Linked DNA regions of Mus musculus: region 2 is linked to region 1. The links are chromatin contacts, called in public promoter capture Hi-C maps. All regions are on one chromosome and are shown on one strand. The core of a region is the stretch at or near the end of the contact, and the rest is flanking DNA. Distances in the headings are between cores, read along the strand shown.

Evidence for each region. Capture Hi-C pulls out chosen DNA fragments and counts their contacts.
Region 2: a contact with region 1 is called in a promoter capture Hi-C map of adipose tissue. The contact joins two enhancer-like sites. A contact is called at or near these places in 1 of 15 datasets of contacts at CTCF or cohesin (the NIH/3T3 cell line), 3 of 484 Hi-C or Micro-C datasets (the 3T3-L1 cell line, bone marrow-derived macrophages and myeloid progenitors), 4 of 115 datasets of contacts at active chromatin or transcription factors (the SCID.adh cell line, embryonic stem cells and forebrain) and 2 of 9 other capture datasets (adipose tissue and liver).

Annotation. Positions count from the first base shown.
Region 1 is chr4:109,481,975-109,486,881 of GRCm38.p6, reverse strand. No RefSeq gene overlaps it. Among named protein-coding and RNA genes, the nearest start is that of Rnf11, 7.9 kb to the right of the region's middle. Within about 2 kb of position 2,156, at least 70 of the 459 cell types and tissues checked have an H3K27ac peak or open chromatin away from gene starts, as enhancers often do. A contact at or near this core is called in adipose tissue, where this site is marked.
Region 2 is chr4:109,573,257-109,577,602 of GRCm38.p6, reverse strand. No RefSeq gene overlaps it. Among named protein-coding and RNA genes, the nearest start is that of Gm40226, 24 kb to the right of the region's middle. Within about 2 kb of position 2,517, at least 10 of the 459 cell types and tissues checked have an H3K27ac peak or open chromatin away from gene starts, as enhancers often do. A contact at or near this core is called in adipose tissue, where this site is marked.

The sequences.
Region 1 (4,907 bases), core at 907-3,406:
CAGGTCCCAACCCAAGACCAAAGCTGTTAATTCTAAGAGTTATGGCCCCAAAGCTTCCTCTCCACGCTCCCTGTTCTGAATAGAATTTACTACATCTATCTGGGGTGTGTGTGTGTGTGTGTGTGTGTGTGTGTGTGTGTGTGTGTGTGTGAGTTGTGTGTCTCAGTCCATTTGTGGAGGTCAGAGAAAAACATGTCCTCCCTTCATTTAACCATGATAATAGGATAAGGAAGACAGCTCACGGACTGTCCTGTGTGTGTGTCCCAATACCAAAAGTATTCTCTTTCAACAATACAAGTAAGACTAGAAAATGGGCTATGTATGGTAAATATCAGTCATATCTTTTCATATGGTTCAGTGAGGACAACATTTTGAATCTGACTCTAGTATTGCTGGAGTAAAGACTTCTGTGGCAACTAAGGGGCTATACTCTTTGCATTGGACCCCAACACACTAGTGATTGGCTTGCCCCATTACCCACAGTAAGACCCCTGGCATATTCTGCAGTGCCTTTGTGGAAATAGAACAGTGTGCACCACAAGGGAAGAGTCTGCCCTCTGGGCAATTTCAGGAACTTGGAAAATAACTTCTGAATTGCAGTCACCTCTTGTTGCCCCAGCCGGGCACCTTTACAACACATATAAACTGTGCAGCTCAATGTGCTGGCCAGGCCTCATCATTACTGCTCCATTAATAAATGCAGAACAGGCAGAGAGGCAATTTTTCCATTTCTTCTTCCCACATCCTGCCTTTCTAATGTGTTTCGTTACTTACTGTTCAAACACTAAGCAATTCATTCTGCATCTTAAGCCTACTTCTCTGAAAGCTTCGAGGACTTCCTATCTCGGAATACAGAGCCCCACTTGGCAGGGACAAGTTTGACAAACACAACATTCTGTCTATACCTTCATTATGCTTTTTAATCATTTTGTCACTGCATGACTCACTTGATACCATAATCCTTGGGGAAGGAGGTCACATCTCTAACATTCTGCTCTCATGTTCCATTCATATGTATTTTAAAACAATGTCTATAGTTCACACAATTGTAGATACAATTGTCAAAGCTGAAGACACAGTTGTGAAGACACGGAAGTGAACAAGTCAAAGCCCTTGCCCAATTAAATTGTAGAGTTGTGGAGCCCAGTGCCGTTGGATACACTCTTACACCTAAGGCCCAGGAACATTCTAGAAGAGTGGTTGGAAAGAGTCAGAGGATCAGAGAATTTGCTGTGAGTCTGTTTCTCCTAGGAATGTCCGAAGAAGCTACACCAATAAAGTCTCACCAACATGACTGCTTAAACCTGAGCTAAACCAGGACAATAGTAAACATGCCAAAGTGGGGTGGTGTGGCGCATGAGGCCTCAACCCTACACAAAGAACTAAACAGGCAACTAAAGAATGCTAACAGTGAGAGAAATAGTCTTCCCTCCCGGGGAAGAGCACACCAACTGGATATCCGGTACCAAGTGGTCAGCCCTGAAAACATACACAGGAGTAACATATACGGACTGAGCAGGCTATATTTAGATATACATGTGTATATACATATATGCATGTAACAGCAATTAATGAAAATATCGACCATGGATTAGGAAGACAGCAAGGAGGGAATATAAGGTAAGGTTTGAAGGTTTCGATATGGGGGTCCACATTCCTTTGTTGGTGGTGCTGCACCTTAAGCACACCAGGCAAGTGTCCTACCAAGCCCCACCACAGTCTTCTCTCTAAGTGTTTCTGAGGAGATCACTAGAGTTTGCAAAGCTTCCTCTCAACTCTTCTCTGAATTTTCTTGGGATTTGTTTGTCTTCTTCTGCCGTTTGCTTTTCTCTTTTCCTGTCGGCAGCTGTGCTCCTGTTCCGTTCAACTCCTGGGCCAGTTGCTAAGAAACCTCTTCCGGGGGCACAGCATCGCCCTCATCCACACCCAGGTGAAACTGTTGGCCAGAGCCAGCCCAGCGTTCCTGATAGTGCTACCTCCTTACCCTTGGTGAGTCCTCTGTAGTCCCAGATGACCCTCTTGAGTGTCTTATTCCACATGCCAAGCATGCATACCTTGGTGACATCACCCTAACCACAAACAAGTTCCTGGTATAGTCATAGATGTCACAATGTTTTCAGAATTGCATCAGTGCCTTCTCAGCATCCTCCTCCATTGCAGCAATAGCCTGGGCAAAGGTCCTACTTGAGCCACAGGCCTTTTTAAATGCTACCATAACTCCTTAGAGCAAAGAGGTAAGTTGGATGGAGAAAAGGCAGTTTGGTACTGGTATGAACATCACTCATAAGAATTTATTAGAACTTTCTCAACAATAAGCAAAACGTGTGTGTGTGTGTGTGTGTGTGTGTGTGTGTGTGAGAGAGAGAGAGAGAGAGAGAGAGAGAGAGAGAGATACAGAGATACAGAGATAGAGACAGAGACAGAGACAGAGACAGATTTTATTTGAACCTGGGATCTCATACATGCTAACCAAATAGCTATATTTCCAGCTCCCTTGTTTAGGCAGGATCTTGTGTAGCCCATGCTGGGTTGTAGCTGGTTGTGTAGCCCATGAGAATGACTCCTTGTAGTCCTGTCTCCACTGCCCAAGGTATATAACACTTTAAGAGGCTTGGTTTTTGTTGTTGTTTTTGTTTTTTGTTTTAAGTCAGGGAAGCAGAGTGTACTGAGGTAGATAAGCTAGAGAAAGCCACAGGGAACTGACCTGGAAGGGAATCACCCCAGACTGATTTCTTATTTGAGACAGGCTTTCAATTCTTTGGCCTCTAATTCACTCTCATAGTATAGGCAGGGCGTTAACTTGTGATCCCCCTGCCTCAGCTATTGCACAGCTAGAATCACATGGCTGCTCCAACAGGCCCTACTAATAAGCCAGCTCAAAACATGTGTATTCCTAACAATGATCCTCCTCATTAGCATAGCAATTCAGGAGAGCATCTCAGAACTGGGTCAAGATTTCTTGTGGCTCCTGATGCACACGGGCATCTTGTACTTATTGATATGCTTGGAGAGCCCGGGGTTTTCTCTAATCAGATCTCAAAGACTTTCAAATTGTAGCTGCGACATGGCTCCTGAGCAAGGCTGCCATCCCAAGCTTAAAAGCCTAAGACTCAGCGCAGACTACTGTCTGTTTCCAGAATGGGAACCCTTCCCCACACTGAACATGTGCTCTGGCAGGTGATTTGCTTCCTCAGTCAGCTCCTGTGGAGCTACCCCAAAAACGCCCCTGCGGTCTTCACACCAGCCAAAGACCCACCTTTTGTTTTCTCTTTTGCTAGTTTGTTTTTGTCCTTGTTTGGCTTTTGAGGGAACAAGATCTCACACTGTATCCTGGGGTAGCCTAGAACTTACTATGTGGCCCAGGCTAACTCTCATATGTCTTTTGCCTCAGCCTTTGAGTACTAAGATTGTAGGTGTGAATCATTAACACTTCACTTGGGTGGTTTTGTTTTGAGACAGGGTCTCATTGTAGCCCAGAAAAGCCTCAAATTCACTCTGTGACTGGGAATGACCTTGCCGCCTCCCGTGCCCCATACCTGGCACCTGTTTTTCAAGGCATGTTTCCAACTCCTGAGCTCCAGTGAGCCCCTCTCCTTGGCTTCCTGAGGTGGGGGAACTATAGGTGCTATGGCCTTGTCCAATTTGAATGATTCTGCCATTCTCTGTTGTTGCCCATCTTCCTCCCGTTTCTTGGCAGTACTAGGGATGGAACTTGGGACCTTGTGCATGCTGGGCAAGTGATTTGTCACTGACCTACTTTCCTAGCAAAAAAATAATGACTGATGAATCTTCTCAACTACCTAGAGATAGCTATGAATTCAATATTAAAGCCAGGCTAAGTTTTTCATTCAGTGTGGCAGGCTTCTTGATTGTATTAGGCAGAAGAGGAATCCTGGAGTCTGTGTATGTAATGTTGACAGAGCACTGTGATGCCAAGGACACCAAGGCCTTCGGCCCATGAGAAACTGGCAAAGCAGTTTCCCCATGTGGGCCAGGCTCAAGAGGGTTGGCAAAGCTTTCCTCCCAGGTTCCAGTGGGACAAAGTGACCACTGAGCACAAAACTAGAAACTGCAGCTTCCTGCTCCCAGATGTTTCCAACCTGAAACTGCTCATGGACAGAGGTTTCCAACTAAGATCTCCTTCCCCTCCCCCTGTGCTGTACCTAGCCAGCATGCTGAGGTTCCAGGGGGTGGGGAGCTGTGGTAGTAGGTGCCCTCCATCGGAGGTAGCATGCTCCCACCTAAACCCAGCTTTCCTGTCTATATTTGTATCTGTCTTTCCTTCTTTCCCTCACCACCCCTAGAGTCAGGGTTCCAGAACCCACACCCAGTCACAGCTGTTGTGTTTTTGGTGTTGAAAAGGATTCATGTCTGTGTCTGGCCATCAATACCTGTCATCAGGAATATTTCCAAGTTGTGTATGGTGGCAAATGCAGGTAATTTCAGCTATTCTGGGGGGGGGGGCTTTACTTTGCTTGTTTGTTTATATTCAAGACAGGGTTTCACTGTGTAGCCCTGGCTATTCTGGAACTCAATCTGTAGATGGCCTTGAATAAGAGTTCTGCCTGCCTGTGCCTCATGAATGCTGGGATTAAAGGTGTTTGCCACCACCACCTGGACAAAATAAACATAATTTTAAAAGTCTAGGGATATGCTGGGTGTGGCAGTGGCACACACCTTTGATCCTAGCACTTGCAGAGGTGGATAGATGTCTAAGCTTGAGGACAGCCTGCTCTACAGAGTGAGATTCAGGATAGCCAGGGCTACATAGAGAAACTCTGTTTGGAAAAATCAAATAACTAACTAAATAAACAAGCAAACAAACAAATAATTTAGGGATGCAACCAAATGGTAGAATGCTTGCCCCGAATGCATAAGGCCCTATGTTTAACCCCTCGTTCTTCAAA
Region 2 (4,346 bases), core at 1,268-3,767, 90 kb before region 1:
TAAGATCTCACCTAACTTAGTCACCTCTCTAAAAACTCACTCTACAGCTCTTCATACAGAAACTTAGAGCTTCTACTATGAATTTGGAGGACCTCAATTCTATTCACAGCAAAGGCCTTGCCCGTATTAAGATTTAACTTATACTAGTTAGAGGAATCCAGTTGGATAGTATGTTTAATCTTGACATAAAAGTTAAGCAAGAGATCATTAAAAATATATCCATCAATTTGTAAAGTAGAAAAGGTCTAATTTCTGTCTCTATAGCAATTTGAATCATTACTTAATAGGCCCAATGAGGAAATTTGTTTACAAAAAACAAAAACCACGGATGTGAAACGCAGTCATCTGGAAATGGCATTCACTAATGGGTAGTGATACAGTTGAGTCGGGAAAGTATGACGGCATCTTCCATGTAATGATGTGTCCGTGTTCCCCCTTGTAGTTCTCAAATCCCTATGCTAACATGTTAACCATGGCACCATCTTGTGGCTGTTTCATCAAATAGCTGGGATACACAAACATCTGTAGGGAGACACTATAAATGAAAGTTATTTGTTTTAAAAAGTAAAGCCATAAAATGACATGTAATTTAACATAATGTTTGCAGGTAATTTCCCTTATTCTCATTCAAAGAGCTTCAACTTGAAAAGTAAGCTAATCAACTAGCTTTAGCATGGGCACATTTCTTTCTTATTTTCTGTATTAATTGTTTATATACAATCTCAGATTGGTCCATTGGTGATGAAAACACCAAATGGATATTATAATCTGAAGCATTTTAGTGTGTAGAGTGGACATGTGTTTACACATAAATGTGTGTGTGTCTGTGTGTATATGTTTGTGTGTGTCTATGTGTGTATATGTGTATGTGTGTGTGTGTGTGTGTGTGTGTGTGTGTGTGTGTGTGTGCATTCGCTCAGTTGTTGCTTTCATATGCTTTAACCTTAGGCTCTGTTAAGCAAAGGGAATTGATACATGGTAAAAAAAAATTAAGAGATTAAAAAAAAACCCTTTGAGAAATCGTCTTTAAAAACCTTTAATCATTCACTGGCTATCTGGCTATGAACATAATCTTGGTCAATGTTATGTTATTATAATGAAATATCTGAGGTTGGGTAACACTCAGAAAGATTTATCCAGTTCAAATATTCAATTCTGTGACTTCTCATGGTGGTCTTGCTAAGCAGATCCCCCGGGGGCATTGTCACCGAACTAAGATTTTATATAACTGTAACCTTTGTTCTTGAATTTTCCCTAAAATGTTTTGAAAGATTTTTTTAAACTAAATTTGAATAATAGAAATATTTTATTGTCTATGACATTTTTAAAAATGTCTTGAAACTCTTTTTTTTCCTCTCTCTCTCTTCAAAAGTCTTCAAGTGCCAGGTATGGTGGTGCACATCTTTGATCCCAGCACTCAGGAGGCAGAGGCATGTGGATCTCTGTGAGTTCATGGCCAGCCTGGTCTATTGAATAAGTTCCAGGACAGCCAGGGATACAAAGAGAAACCTTGTCTCAAAAACAGAACAAAACAAAACAAAACAACAACAACAACAACAACAAAAGTCTTCAAGCAGCAGATTGTTCACAGGAAGAATATAGAAATATTTCAAATACATTAAAAAACAGTCTTCCTAAGAGCTGGAGAGACGGCTTAGCAGTTAAGAGCACTGCCTACTCTTCCAAAGGACCGGGGTTTGATCTCAGCATTCATATGGCAGCTCACAACGGTCTATAACTCCAGTTCCAGGGCAGCCAAGGAACACATATACATGCGGGTAAAGGACACACGCAAATAAGCCTTTCTAAAGTGAGAAAAATAGTAGACCATACTGAGGTGAGACGTGTCTCCCAAACAAGCAAAGGAAAAAGTTGGCCATGCTACCAGGGTAGTGAAGATTGATGGAAAGATGTCCATTCCCTTACAGTGCTGGTGTGAGCACATAAGATACACTCCTACAATAGCAGCTTGGTAAAACCTATCAAAATTACAAATGCACATACTATTATGTGTTATTTCATGTTAACAAAATTCCCACCTATACATGCAATTTACATTTTTTTTTTTTTTTAGAAATGACATGTAAAAGATTATTCAGAGTTTGTAGTGGCAAAATTTGGAGATGACTTGATCTCCATTAACTGGGAACTGTTAAGTTATCACCATTGAAATAACAGAATACAGTGGTCATATGATGAAATCACTAACACTGGCTGTGTAGAAAGGGAACTGAAATAGAAGGCAGACTCGCTGTTCACACATCTGAATCTGTTGAAAAATGAACCATCTCAATTAATAGCCATTTATATAAATAAAAAGTTCTCCCACCGCTTCCTGGGCCACTACATCTCCCACTCTGGTTTCTCAAAGGTTGAAGACCCGAGTTGGGTTGTCTAAGGTCACCGTGCACCCTGAAAATCCAATCGTGTGCTTTGGACGATCTCTGCAGAAGGTTCAGCCTGGTCCCTGGTTTCCCTCTGACCCAACTCTTTTTTAACACTGCTTCTCCAAGCCCTGGGTGTTCCAGGATACTGGGTCAGGGGTTAGTTTTGAAAATGTTGACTCAAGTCTAGGGCAGGCCCCCAGCAAAGCAGTCACTTGCGTGTGGTCACAGGATTTGTATAGCCCCAGACTGCCGCTTTCCTCTCAGCCTGTGGTCCTTTTCTCTGCACCCCGCCCCCGCCCGAATACCTTCTTTTGGGGGCCAAAAAATGTATACACTATATAAAAACACAGTAATGGATAAAGACCCTGAGGATTCCATGACTTCGCCACTTCTCTTATTACCCCAGCCAGATCTCCGCTTCGACCCCTGACCTATTTATTTAACTGGCTCTTTGGCATCCCCACTCAGATGCTTAATGTTTCAAAATCTATGTGTTAAAAAATTGGCCTCCAATTCAGCTTCAAACCAACTCCTCCAGGCAACTCCAGTTATTCGGATCTGGAGTTGCCCTCTCCTGGCTCCTTTAAAACAGCAACAATCGAATTCTCTTCCCTCACCCCCAGCTGAGAACCCAGGAGTTCCGTGGTCCCTGAGGCCAGTGCCTCGGCAATTGAAGTAGTCCCACAGCGGCTGTCCTCCATGGGTGGCAGCCAGACAACCAACAGCTGCTTTTTCCACAAGGCTGGTGCCTCCGCAGTTCCAACCTGGTGCCAAAAGGCCGAGTGAGCGGTTCCTGGAGAGCTGCTGGTGCTAGTCTTTCATGATGAGAGTTTGGAAAAGCTGGTTCTGGCATCAGGGAAGGCAACTGCAGCAGCAGGACAAGAGAGGAGACCAAGGAGCAAAGGCGCCGTGCCTTTTTATCCTTGGCGCTACTGGAAGATGCTGCCTAGGGTGGGTCTTTACACATCCATCAAGGAGATCAACACATTTCCTCAAGTGAGGCTCCCAGCTTAGGCAATTATAACTTCTGGCAAATTGGCATTAAAATCAACTGTACTAAAAACTGGCTCCCAAAAGTTGTTCTCTGACCTCTGAGTGGGCACATTAATGGTAAAATGCTTATTGTTTATTTTTAAATATATAATTTACTTTTACTTTATGTTCATTGGTGTTTTGCCTGCCTGTGTGTCTGTGTCAGAAGCCCTGGAACTGGAGTTGCAGATAGTTGTGAGTCCCCACATGGATGCTGGGAAATGAGCCCCTCCTCTGGAATAGCAACCAGAGGCTCATCACATCTGGGTGTGCTGGTAACTAGTGCTGCTGAAGCGTTATAATTCATTGGGATCTCCATGATGACATTATAATTTGTTTTTATTAGGGGTATCAGATTCCCTGGAACTGGAGTTACAAAAGGCTCTCATTTGGGTCCTCTGGAAGAGCAGCCGGTACTTCCAACTGTAACTTTAATTTTCCCAAAACCTATTTTTAATGATGGTTCTTAAACGCTTTAACCTCCGTTGAGGCTCACCTCCCACCAGAGGTAGTGGGAAAGAAAGGATACAGGGGAAGTGGATCTGTTTAGAAAGGTTCTTTGGAACAACTTCCTCCGACTGTGTTGTCTGGAAATCCACAGTTTAGTTCACAAGTTAGCAGCAGCAGCAGCTTTATCCACTCAAACATGTCACAGATGCACCAGCAGTCCAGTTTGGTTCAGTAGAGTTGGGAGAACAAACACAAATCAGCAGCAGTGGCACTACCTAGCAGAGACAGCCAGGCCTCAGCCTCAGCACAAGTCAGCAGGATGGACCAGGAGGAATGCCAGGAGAAGTCCTCAGTTGTGCCTCAGCAAAGATCAGCGGATAAGCAAAACCAACAGGCGTTGCACAGCTAGCTCTGTAAGCAAGCCTAGCTCTGCCTCCATCACTGTCCACTGAGTCCTTTTTATACTCTCACCAAACA